Linked DNA regions of Macaca mulatta: region 2 is linked to region 1. The links are chromatin contacts, called in public Hi-C maps. All regions are on one chromosome and are shown on one strand. The core of a region is the stretch at or near the end of the contact, and the rest is flanking DNA. Distances in the headings are between cores, read along the strand shown.

What was found. Hi-C and Micro-C count contacts between places; a contact is called where the count stands out from the background.
Region 2: a contact with region 1 is called in a Hi-C map of CD4 T cells, with 3 times the contacts expected there. The contact joins the promoter of PPP2R1B here to the promoter of BTG4 in region 1. A contact is called at or near these places in 6 of 14 Hi-C or Micro-C datasets (CD4 T cells, cortical neurons, fetal cortex germinal zone and 3 more).

The regions. Positions count from the first base shown.
Region 1 is chr14:112,343,489-112,348,876 of T2T-MMU8v2.0, forward strand. It overlaps BTG4 (BTG anti-proliferation factor 4), which reads right to left and starts at 2,362. Exons shown (of 10, transcript XM_077964282.1): 1 at 957-2,362. It overlaps SIK2 (salt inducible kinase 2), which reads left to right and starts at 1,670. Exons shown (of 15, transcript XM_028833956.2): 1 at 1,670-1,900. The coding sequence starts at 1,766.
Region 2 is chr14:112,506,987-112,512,374 of T2T-MMU8v2.0, forward strand. It overlaps PPP2R1B (protein phosphatase 2 scaffold subunit Abeta), which reads right to left and starts at 2,765. Exons shown (of 17, transcript XR_003722751.2): 1 at 2,625-2,765; 2 at 1,671-1,761; 3 at 1,173-1,273.

The DNA of each region.
Region 1 (5,388 bases), core at 1,112-3,611:
GTCATTTCTTCTAACATATATTAGTTGGCATTCCACCGTCATTTCACTTCTCCCCCCTTTATTTTTCTATTTAAAAGTTTAAAAGTAAGTATGGTCTACGATTCTTTTACAAAATTCAATGTGTTAGAATCAATTTCTGTCATTATTTATTTATTCATTTATTGAGACAGAGTCTCGCTCTGTCACCCAGGCTAGAGGGCAGTGGCACAATCTTGGCTCACCGCAACCTCTACTTCCCGGGTTCAAACAATTCTCCCTGCCTCAGCCTCCCGAGTAGCTGGTATTATAGGCGCCCACTACCACGCCTGGCTATTTTTGCATTTTTAGTAGAGATGGGGTTTCACCATGTTGGCCAGGCTAGTCTTGAACTCCTGACCTCAGGTGATCCGCCCACCTCGGCCTCCCAAAGTGCTGGGATTACAGGCGTGAGCCACTAAGCCCAGCCTATTATTTATTCTTGATACCCAAATTGTCTCAGATTTGGTAAGGCGGGAGCACCTTGGAGCGATCTTTCTTTTGACATATCTTCCTTGACCTAGCCAAGAAATCTCCTTGCTTTAAGGCACAGGATCTTTCAAGGGCATTTTATACTTTCCCTGTCTCTGCCTTCGAATGAGCCATCTCGCCACGGAGTCTGGCTCCTTTAGGTGGAGAATGGTATTTAGAAACCAAGATATGAAGGCACATGATACATTTCAGAATATTGAAGTGTCACTGTCCCTATTTCCTTGAGTCACATTTGGAAGCGTGGTGTGATTTATAATCCTACCTCTACCATTGCCTGTGTGACCTTGGCAATTCCCTTTATTCCTTGCGGTCTGCTTCGTCCTTTGGGGGAAAAAATTGGATTAGAGAAATATTTTTAACCGTTTTCAGGGTCACCAACACGTTTGGGAATCTGACAGAAGCTACGGGTCCATCTCTCCAGAGACATGCTCACATAAGCAAAAACTGGCCTGTGTTTTAGGGGGTTCCGGACTCCGAAGTTCACATGAGGCTCCAAATCTCTGGATTAAGTGATCTCCAAGATCTCTTCAGCGCTGACATTGACATTCTGTGAGTCTATCAGCGACCGCACTGCTGTCAGAATGACTCCTCGGAGACATCAAAACGTGGAGGGTTTTGTTATATATAGCAACGAGAAGAGAAAAAAACACAAAGAAAGGAGCCTGTGAGCAACGCATTGCTCAGCCACAGTTCTTTGCCGGTGCCAAATTTAGGGCGCGCTGTACTTGTAGGTGAGAGGTTTTGGCGGGAAGGACCCCGGGTGGGCGGAGAACGCCGGGGCGGGGAAGGAGATCGCAGGCCGCATCCAGGTCTCTGCACCCCTACGCACGGTCCGCCAGGGCTCGCTCTTGCCCTTCGCCTGGAAGGCCGAGGACCGTAGCGGGCCGAGCGGCGACCCCGCCCCTGGCAGCGGCGAGGCGGAGGGGCGAAGGGAGGGCGTATGAGCCCGGAAGGAGCGCGCCGGCCAGGCCCGCGCCCCTCCCCGCGCGCAGTCCCCCACTCTCCTGCAGCCGACGTCGGCGGTGCTTCGGTCGCCATGGTGACCAATCCAGGCCCGGGCCCGCCCCCGCCCCCCTGCCCCGGCCCCCTGACGTCGGCGCACGTCAGCGGCGGCGCGCGCCTGGCTGGGCCCTGCGGAGCGGGAGGGAAGGAGCGAAGGAGCAAGCTGAGCGGCCGTCGCCCAAGCCAAGCCGCGCTGCCAGGGCTCCCGCTCGCCCGCCCGCGCTCCTGTCCGCCGTGTCTAGCAGCGGGGCCCAGCATGGTCATGGCGGATGGCCCGAGGCACTTGCAGCGCGGGCCGGTCCGGGTGGGGTTCTACGACATCGAGGGCACGCTGGGCAAGGGCAACTTCGCCGTGGTGAAGCTGGGGCGGCACCGGATCACCAAGACGGAGGTGCGGCCCGGGGCTCGGCGGGAGCGTCCGAGGCGAGGGTTCGGGAGAGGAGCTGCTTACCGAGAGGGGCGGCCGCAGTGGTGGGACTGGGGAGACCCGAGAGGCCGCCTCACTGGCGGAGGCGAGCGGGCCTGGGACTGTGAGGACCCAGGAGGTGCAGGGGGTCGGTGAGCAGCGAAGGGATCGGGCCCGGGCACCCGGAGCCGAGTGTCGTCCGACTGGAAACGCAACCAGCCGGGGCTTAGCTTTCCCCTACGCCACCCGCGGTGGCCACCCGGAATTTCGCCCAGAGCCCCCCACCCGAGCCGTGACCTGGTCTGTGGCCTCCGCTCCGGAGCCCAAGTTCCGCGTCTTCCCTGCTTTCGGCTGGGGGTGGGGTGGGAGGGGAAGTCTCGGTGTTCCCAGGCTGCGCCGTGAGAGACGTCGCCGGCCCGAGGAGGGGACCGCCTGCGCTTGGGCTCCGCGGATGGGGGATCGTGCGGCCCCCGTGACCCCGGTGCCCCTCCCCTGCCCGACGAGGAGGGGCCCGGTGGCTGGGAGTGCCCCCACGGCCACTGACCATCTCTTCTCCTTCCTTTTGGCCCACGGTGTCTCTGATTTGGTGTCTGACTAGCTTGATCCCTTGCCTGGGGCATTTCCATTTAATGCTCCAGACAATAGAACTGGTTAAAATGGTCATCTCTGCACTTGCACAGTGGGTGGGTTGGACAGAAGTCTAGGGTTGTCCCTGTACCAGGTGTGTATTCTGGCTGTAATACGCATTCTTTAAACCATATTAGATTCTGCCTCTACTCATAAAGCCCTGAACTGCTTCCTGACGGTGAATCCTGCACCCTCTTCATTGCACATTCTAATGCACCGCACATATTCTCTCACAAGTCTCTGTTCTTACCTAACCCGCCCCCCTTCCTTCCACTGCCTCAAGCTGCTCTCCTCAGGGTCTCTATTTTAAGACGTGCAAATTAAATACCTTAGAAGAACGGTAGAAACAAAACCATTCTTTAGAATAAAACCTAGTGGTTTTGACGTACTCTACTCTGCCTTATTGTAGTTCCTCCTGGAGTTTCATCCTTTTCCTGTTTGTTTGCCCTCCAGTTTTGGTCCTATTCTGCTTTTTCCCTTGTTAGTACGAATGTACTAGAGTTTGAATGTAGAATAAAGTAGGACTTCTTTTCAGAATGACTTATGTAAGGCGAAGGGCACTGGCAAACCTGAGTGATTTTTGGAGTTGCAGTTGTACTTAGAAGTTTTGCTTAATCCCATTTCCAAAAGGAAGGGGTATATGTCATTTTGTCGTCTTTACTTTTTGCCTTCCCCTGGTGGTCCTGAAGCAGTCCAAATCTTTTAGAATCAGGACCAAGGTCAGATATTTTATTCTCACAGATTTACCAGTTAGCAATTTAAATTGTAATGATAATGGTAACTTGACTATAGTGATATTGCTAAATCTTTGCATAGTTTAATCTGATCCCAGCATTTTTTAAAATGAAGAAATTGGTTCCATTCCTCTGAAGAGCCATGGCCTAATGCCATGCCATTTCCCTTAAAGTTACATAAAAGAAGGCATTTTAAATGCATGTTTTATGAGTCCTTGCTTAATGACTTTCTAAAAACAAACACATTGTGAGTTATAGAGAGGTTCTACAAAACTTTTGAACTATAGTATATCGTGTGGGTTGAATTCCAAATCCATCAGTTCATAATATTTTTTTCTCAGCTCTTACTGGGGTTAGTAGCAAGATTTAATTAAGTCATCTATTATTTATCAGGTCAGATTTAGTTAATACAGTAAGAGCTGCTTAAGTGGAGTGACTAACACTTTCTCTTGAGGTTGACAATTCAAATGGTGTCCGTTTTAAACTGATATATCTTAAAGAGCTAGGGGGCACTATGGAGTAATATCGTGGTTTGGCTATCAGAGTGAGATCAATGCATTCATTTGTAATTGAAGCAAGCACTGGTCAGATCGTGAAAGAGGATCCATCCTAAATCGTGTGTGTAGTATATATGTGTAGAATTATTTACGTTAAATGCTAAATGTTTAGTCCACAGAACCCATTTCCCCGTGCTTTTCTAAAGAAGCTGTTATTAACATATAAAAAGAAATAGTGTGAATGTGAATTTGAGATGGGTGAGTGTGAGTACCTGTGGAGATTTGGTGGGTGTGATTGGAGATATTAAGGTAGAGAGGGATACGTGAAATGTCAAAGCAATCGTTGAACAGAAGAGTTCTCTAGATCTCTAGCTTGTAAAGTTGCTCTGAATTTTTTTTTTTTTTTTTTTTTTTTTTTTGAGACAGAGTCTTGCTTTTGTTGCCCAGGCTGGCTGGAGTGCAATGGTGTGATCCCGGCTCACTGCAACCTCTGCCTCCCGGGTTCAAGCGATTCTCCTGCCTCAGCCTCCCAAGTAGCTGGGATTACAGGCGCTCACCACCATGCCCGGCTAATTTGTGTCTTTTTAGTAGAGACGGGGTTTCACAGTGTTGGCCAGGCTGGTTTCGAACTCCTGACAAGTGATCCACGGCCTCGGCCTCCCAAAGTGCTGGGATTACAGGCGGGAGCCACCGTGCCTGGCCCAATTGTTTCTTAAAGTATTCCGTGGGAGTAACAATTCCATTGTTAATGAAGTTTTTTTACAGCAGTTATTTATCCTTATTCGAATTCACTGGAGAAATGTTTGTGTGTTTTTGATAAATACAACTACCTTAAAAACTGTAAGATGTTTAGTAAAAACTTTTGTTTTAAATTGAGTTTTCATTGCAGAATATACTACGGTAGTTATAGTGGAACAATGAATATGGTATAAAAATAATATCAGCAAAATATCCCAATTATTGACGATAAAAGTTTCTTCATATACTGTGCTTTAACATAGATACAAGTTTGTGTGTTTCAAAACTTAGAGGTTCTTTTTCCCAAGTTTGACCCTGAGGCAAATTTTAGGACTTAATCATCTATGTAATGAGCAATTGGACCCTTTTATTTTTAACTGGTTCTTCTCTGTTTCTTGTTCTATATCACTCACAAATGATGTATTTCTACAGAACTTGGGAGATTCAAGTCTGTTTCCCTTTTAGGAAAAAAAATAGTAGACAAAAGAGATCTTCATTTTGGTCGAATCTATCAAACAGTTTAACATTGTTTATGAAATATAATTACATCATCATCTGAAGTGGTATTGTGTTTGATCTCTATGTGAATTTTGCACCCAAAGGGGAAGACAGGTGGGGGTAGAATCCAGCTTCCTAATACACTTTGTAAAGGCTTTGTAGTATTCGTTTGTGGTTTACGAATTAGAGATGCTAATTTTATAAAATTAGCATAATGGGAAAAGAATAATAGCATGTAAGCTGTTAAACTTTGAAGCAGTAGTGGTTGCTTGTTTGCTGTTCACTGAGTGTCCTTGAGTAGTTTATTTTATCAATACTGTACAGTACTAGGAAATAACTTTTTCCTTCTAGTTAATGGTGTAGCTAGTTTTTTGTCTCT
Region 2 (5,388 bases), core at 1,515-4,014, 160 kb after region 1:
CCAGAACTAGAGATAGAAATCACCAGAATCAGTATTACTACCCAGTATTGAAAGCCCTGACGCATACATCCCTACCTTGTCCATCTGTTGAATTCCTGGTCATCCTTTAAAACCTAGTTTAGACATCATCTCCCAAGGTCTTCCCTGATCACCCTGAGTGAATCTCTTTCTCCCCTCTATTACGTGGGTAGGGTATTTTGTAGGTACTTACACCTTTCCATTTAAGACTGCACAGTAATTATTTGTTGACGCATAAAGGCAAGGGACCTCATTCAATTCACTTTGGTGGTCATTTTCTTTTTTTTTAAGCGATGGGGATCTCACTATGTTGCCCAGGCTGAATTCAAACTCCTGGGCTCAAGTGATCCTCCCATCTCAGCCTCCTGAGTAGCTGGTACTACAGGCTTGTGCCACCAAGCCCCCTCACATTGGTCTTCTTCAACATTAACATTGTAAATTACGATATGTCTGATAAAGAAGACTCTTTTTTTTTTTTTTTTTTTTTTTTTCAGATGGAGTCTGGCTCTGTCGCCCAGGCTGGAGTGCAGTGGCCGGATCTCAGCTCACTGCAAGCTCCGCCTCCCAGGTTTACGCCATTTTTCCGCCTCAGCCTCCCGAGTAGCTGGGACTACAGGCGCCCGCCACCTCGCCCGGCTAGTTTTTTTGTATTTTTTTTAGTAAAGACGGGGTTTCACCGTGTTCGCCAGGATGGTCTCGATCTCCTGACCTCGTGATCCGCCCGTCTCGGCCTCCCAAAAAGTAGACTCTTAATAAATGTCAATGAAATTGAACCAAATTCATCAAAAATTCATCAATTTGCATCAGAAAGTCAGAAGCAAAAGTTACAATTGACAAAGACAAAATGCTGCCAGCTGAGAATTAAGGTTTCCAACATCATGCGGGGGAACCATTAAAACAATCAAATCCTTTTTCTACCTCCATCTAAACTAGTAAGTCTACAGATGCAGAAAAGAAGGACGAAGTTCTCTTATTCACAGAAAAAAAAGGGGTTGAGTCCAAAGTGCCTATAGTATTTCTTCTCTCAATGACTCACATGACTATCTGCCCATAAAAAGATCTGCATAAAAAATGCTGCAGTGTGTCTATCACCAAACTGTGTATCATTTATACTGCAAAAGTTCTAGGAGGGTAGGCAGCTTATAAATACTCACCAGCAGACAGTGGGCAAAGTCAGGACCTCCCACTAGGCCAGTGAAATTTCCCAGCTGCTCAGCAAGAGCTAATAGTACCTCATCTTCATCATAAATTGTATCTGGAAGGGACAACAACAGGGACTCATCAACATGGATAGCTCTCACATAGCTGGACACTGACACAAAACTAGGAACAGATTCACTATGCGACCGGTAAGGTGGCCCAGTCAAAATCCTAACAGCATTTTCTTCCTTCTCCTCAATCAACCATCTTCCTGGATCTGTTTTGCACAACGAATTAGAAATTCATACTCCCATATCAATTACTTTCCCAACAGCTAAATGGTTGATGTTTGAATATATCTAACCACAACTAATAATATCCTCTGTTCTGTTTCTTTTGCACAGAAAGCACCTGGCTCATTTTAATGTGGGTAACAAACTCTAAAAAAGTCAGTGTCGAAAGTCCCTGGAAAATGAATGTCCCTGCCTTTCTTTAAACAAAGATTCACATACCTGTAAGAAATGGCAACAATTCACTTCGCGTCCTTTCTACTCCAAGTGCTAGGGCAATTGTTGATAACTTCTTAATACTGTTGAGTCGGAGCTTCAGAAAAGAAAGTAGAAGAACAATGTAAAGAAACGGCTGAATTTAGATCAAAAGACAAAAGGTGCTAACAGGTGAAATAATGACACAGGGGTAAGAACGAAGATAACCTTTTACTTAGATTTTACTGTTAAGGAACCTCCATAGAACGGAGGAGTGTAACTCGGCCTCAGTAGCCGGCGGAAGATTTCCTGGGAGAAACACTCAGAAGGGCCTGGAAGAGAAATGAATGAAAGACAATACAACACCCAGGAAGTAAGATAATCTTAAAAAGAGAGGACTTTGGCAGTGGTGAAGCAGGTGAAACGGTTGAATACAACGCCTGTGGTTTCAAAGAAAAGTTCCCGCAGAGCTGATACAACGACTCGTCCAGGTCGTCCAGGTTAATCGGCCATCCCACCCCCTCTTTCTACCCAACAGGACGAGCCAGTTCCAAGCCCAGATGAAGGGATTCCGAGGCACTTCAAAGAGCTTCTGGGCATCCTGCGCCCCTCAGCCGCTCCAGCCCCGTCTCGGCCCGGCACCGCGCTTCTCCAGCTCCCTCGCCTACCAGGCGCGGCCACCTCACGGCCCGGATAGGGCGCCCAGGCGGGAAGCTGGTTCCCCGACAACCGCCCTGGAAAGGCAAGGCTCCGGGCGGACCCCTTAGGGGGTCCGAAGCAGGGGTACCAGAGAGGTCCCCGGGAGGGTCGAGGCGTGTCACCACAGCCCCTCGCAGAGCTTTCCCTGCCCCCCCTTCAAGTTTCTGCTACGAGTCCGGCTCATTCAGTACCCCGGCCACCCCCACCGCGGCGCAGGCCTTCCCCCTTCTCTACCACGCGACCAGTCGGTCTCGCCTCGGCTCCCCGGCCTCAGTCCAGTACCTGCACGTCTTCATTGCGGAGCTCGTCGATTAAAACCGCGATTGGGTATAGCGAATCATCTCCATCTCCCCCAGCTGCTCCTGGGCCGGTCCCGAGCCCCGATGCGCCCGCCATGTTCTTTCTCCTCCTGCTGCTGGTCACAGCCTCCCGCCCCGCGCCCAGGCCCCGCCCCCGCCCCGCGCCCAGGCCCCGCCCCGCGCCCGGGCAGCAGGGGAGAAGGCCGCCACGCGGGTTTAGCAGAGGTTGGGGAGTTGAGTTTCTGTCCCGATGATTAAGACTCCCTTCCGACCCCCACTGCAGGAGTTGTAGGTCTGAACTCAAGAAGACGGGTGGGCTGAGAAAGCGAATGGAACCCCTGCGTCCTTTCCCCAGCCGAAAGAAACAGGGACAGGGATTCATCCGGCTCGTTGTAGTCTGAAGGGGCCAGGGACCTACCTGAGTGATCCGCGCTGTGCCCTCTTAAGACTCAGGCGGACCAAAGAGAGTGCCCGAGGCCAGGAGGAAAAAGGCTTTAGCACCTCCCCTGACTTCATCCTGGCCCTGAGCCACTGGATCTCCAGCCCTAATTTCTCCGCTCAGCCTCAAGCTTCCACAGAACCCCTCCACCTCTTCCCTCGGCCTGTTCTCCAGAATGGTATCTGGCTCCTGCTCCGTAAGACAAATAACGCGGGCGGTGAGAGAAAATGAACAGTGCTGTCCAAACTCCCCAGTCAATATTTTTTCCACGCAAGCTGTTAAAAACATGCTGCTCTCTTGTTTTTGTGTTTCTTTTCAGTTTGGTACTGGAATGGTGCCTTCTGTTGTATTTTCTTCCTCCCATTTTTTAGCTCTTTAGCATGCTAGAAGTACAACAATGAAGCAAAACTAGGACAAGCTTTAATCCCTTGAGGAAGAAAACCCAAACTGGCCTCCCTAGACCTCCAAGAGTCCTCAGAGGCAGCAAGGGGAAGAGGTGGAGGTCTGGGAGCTCGTTCTTACAAACCTGAATGGAAAGTTTTCACTTACCCTTGTCAGGGTAGCACAGAATAATTAGAATGTTTTGTTTGTTTTAGACTGGAATTTAAGCAGCTTGGAGTGATAACTACATATGGTGATCACAAGCTCCGAAATGGTAATTCTATGTGCCTGATTAATGAAACTACTAATGCAGTGTAGGAGACAGACTTTTTTAAAACATGGGGTCTGAGGCCGAGGCGGACGGATCACGTGAGGCCAGGAGTTCGAGACCAGCCTAGCCAACTTGGTGAAACCCCATCTCTACTAAAAATACAAAAATTAGCTGGGCTGGTGACCGGCACCTGTAGTCCCAGCTACTCAGGAGGCTGACATGAGAATCTCTTGAGCCCCAGAGGCAGAGGTTGCAGTGAGCCAGGATCGCACCACTGTACTCCAATCTGGGCGGCAGAGTGAGACCCCGTGTCAAAAATAAATAAATAAATAAATAAATAGGGTTCTTGGAAGTAAGCACAATAGAGCCTGTGAATGAATGAATGAATGAATGAATGAATGAATGAATGAGGTGCTTGGAAGTAAGCACAATAGATAGAGCCTTTGATAGTAATGAAAGTTTGGGAACCAGCAGACCTGAACAGTTTTTCTCAAATTATGTTTGTGGATGTATTCTCTAGGGTTTTAATTTTATTTTCATTTTCATATTTTTTAGATTTGTATAAGCATATTCTGAATTATTTGGGTGACCACCTTACAACTCAGTATTGCCACACAATTTCAGCACCTACATTTACGTGTGTTTTAGTGCTGCTTTTATTGTTCTGGGATAATGAGAAAAGAACAGAGGTGGTTTTAAAATAAGAATGATACTTTCATGCACAAAATGAAAGCCAAATGGCATCATGAGATTGCACTATTTGGTAGTTGTAACAGAGAAAAATGGTGAGAAAATTAAGATATCAGGAGTCATTTGGTGGCATAGGCATGTTGAACACAAAAGAAGCTGAGCTATAGCAGGCGACAATACGAGGGATGATAGTTTTAGCAAAATACATCATTTGTCATGTTAAATTACTGTAATATTTTTAATTGAATAGTATTCATTTTGTGGTTTCATTTGTATTTAATTTGTAAATTTGTTGTGGTTTCTGTAGCTGTATAAGAACCAGAAATAAAAGCACATTATTTCCTACTTTATATTTGTAAATTTAAATAACCACAGCATAATAAAAACAATTTAGCTAAATGTGGTAATGCATGCCTGTACTCCCAGTTACTTGGGAGGCTGAGGTGGGAGGATCACTTGAGCCCAGGGGTTCATGACCATCCTGGACAACATAGCAAGACCCCCATCTCTAAAATAATAATAATAATAACAATAATGATTTAACTGAGAGTTTTCAGGATTTTAAAAAATTATTGTTGTGTGTGTGTTTTTAAGAAACAGCATCTTGCTCTGTTTCCCAGGCTGGAGTGCAGTGGCACAGTCATAGCTTACTGTAACCTTAAACTCCTGGACTCAAACAATCCTCCATCCTCAGCCTCCTGAGTAGCTAGGAGTATAGGCATGTGCCACCACATCTAGCTTCGTGTGTGTGTGTGTGTGTGTGTGTGTGTGTGTGTGTGTGTGTATGGAGACAGAGTCTCGCCATATTGCCCAGGCTAAAAATGGATTCATATATTTAATACTACCCAACTTTGAGAGACAGAGGGCTAAGAGATTTTTTAACTTAGTAATTTACCAGTTAGAAGATCAGAGGGGATTCCTGTAGGCATTGAGAGGAGAAATCTGTTCCCTTATACTTTATGTAAA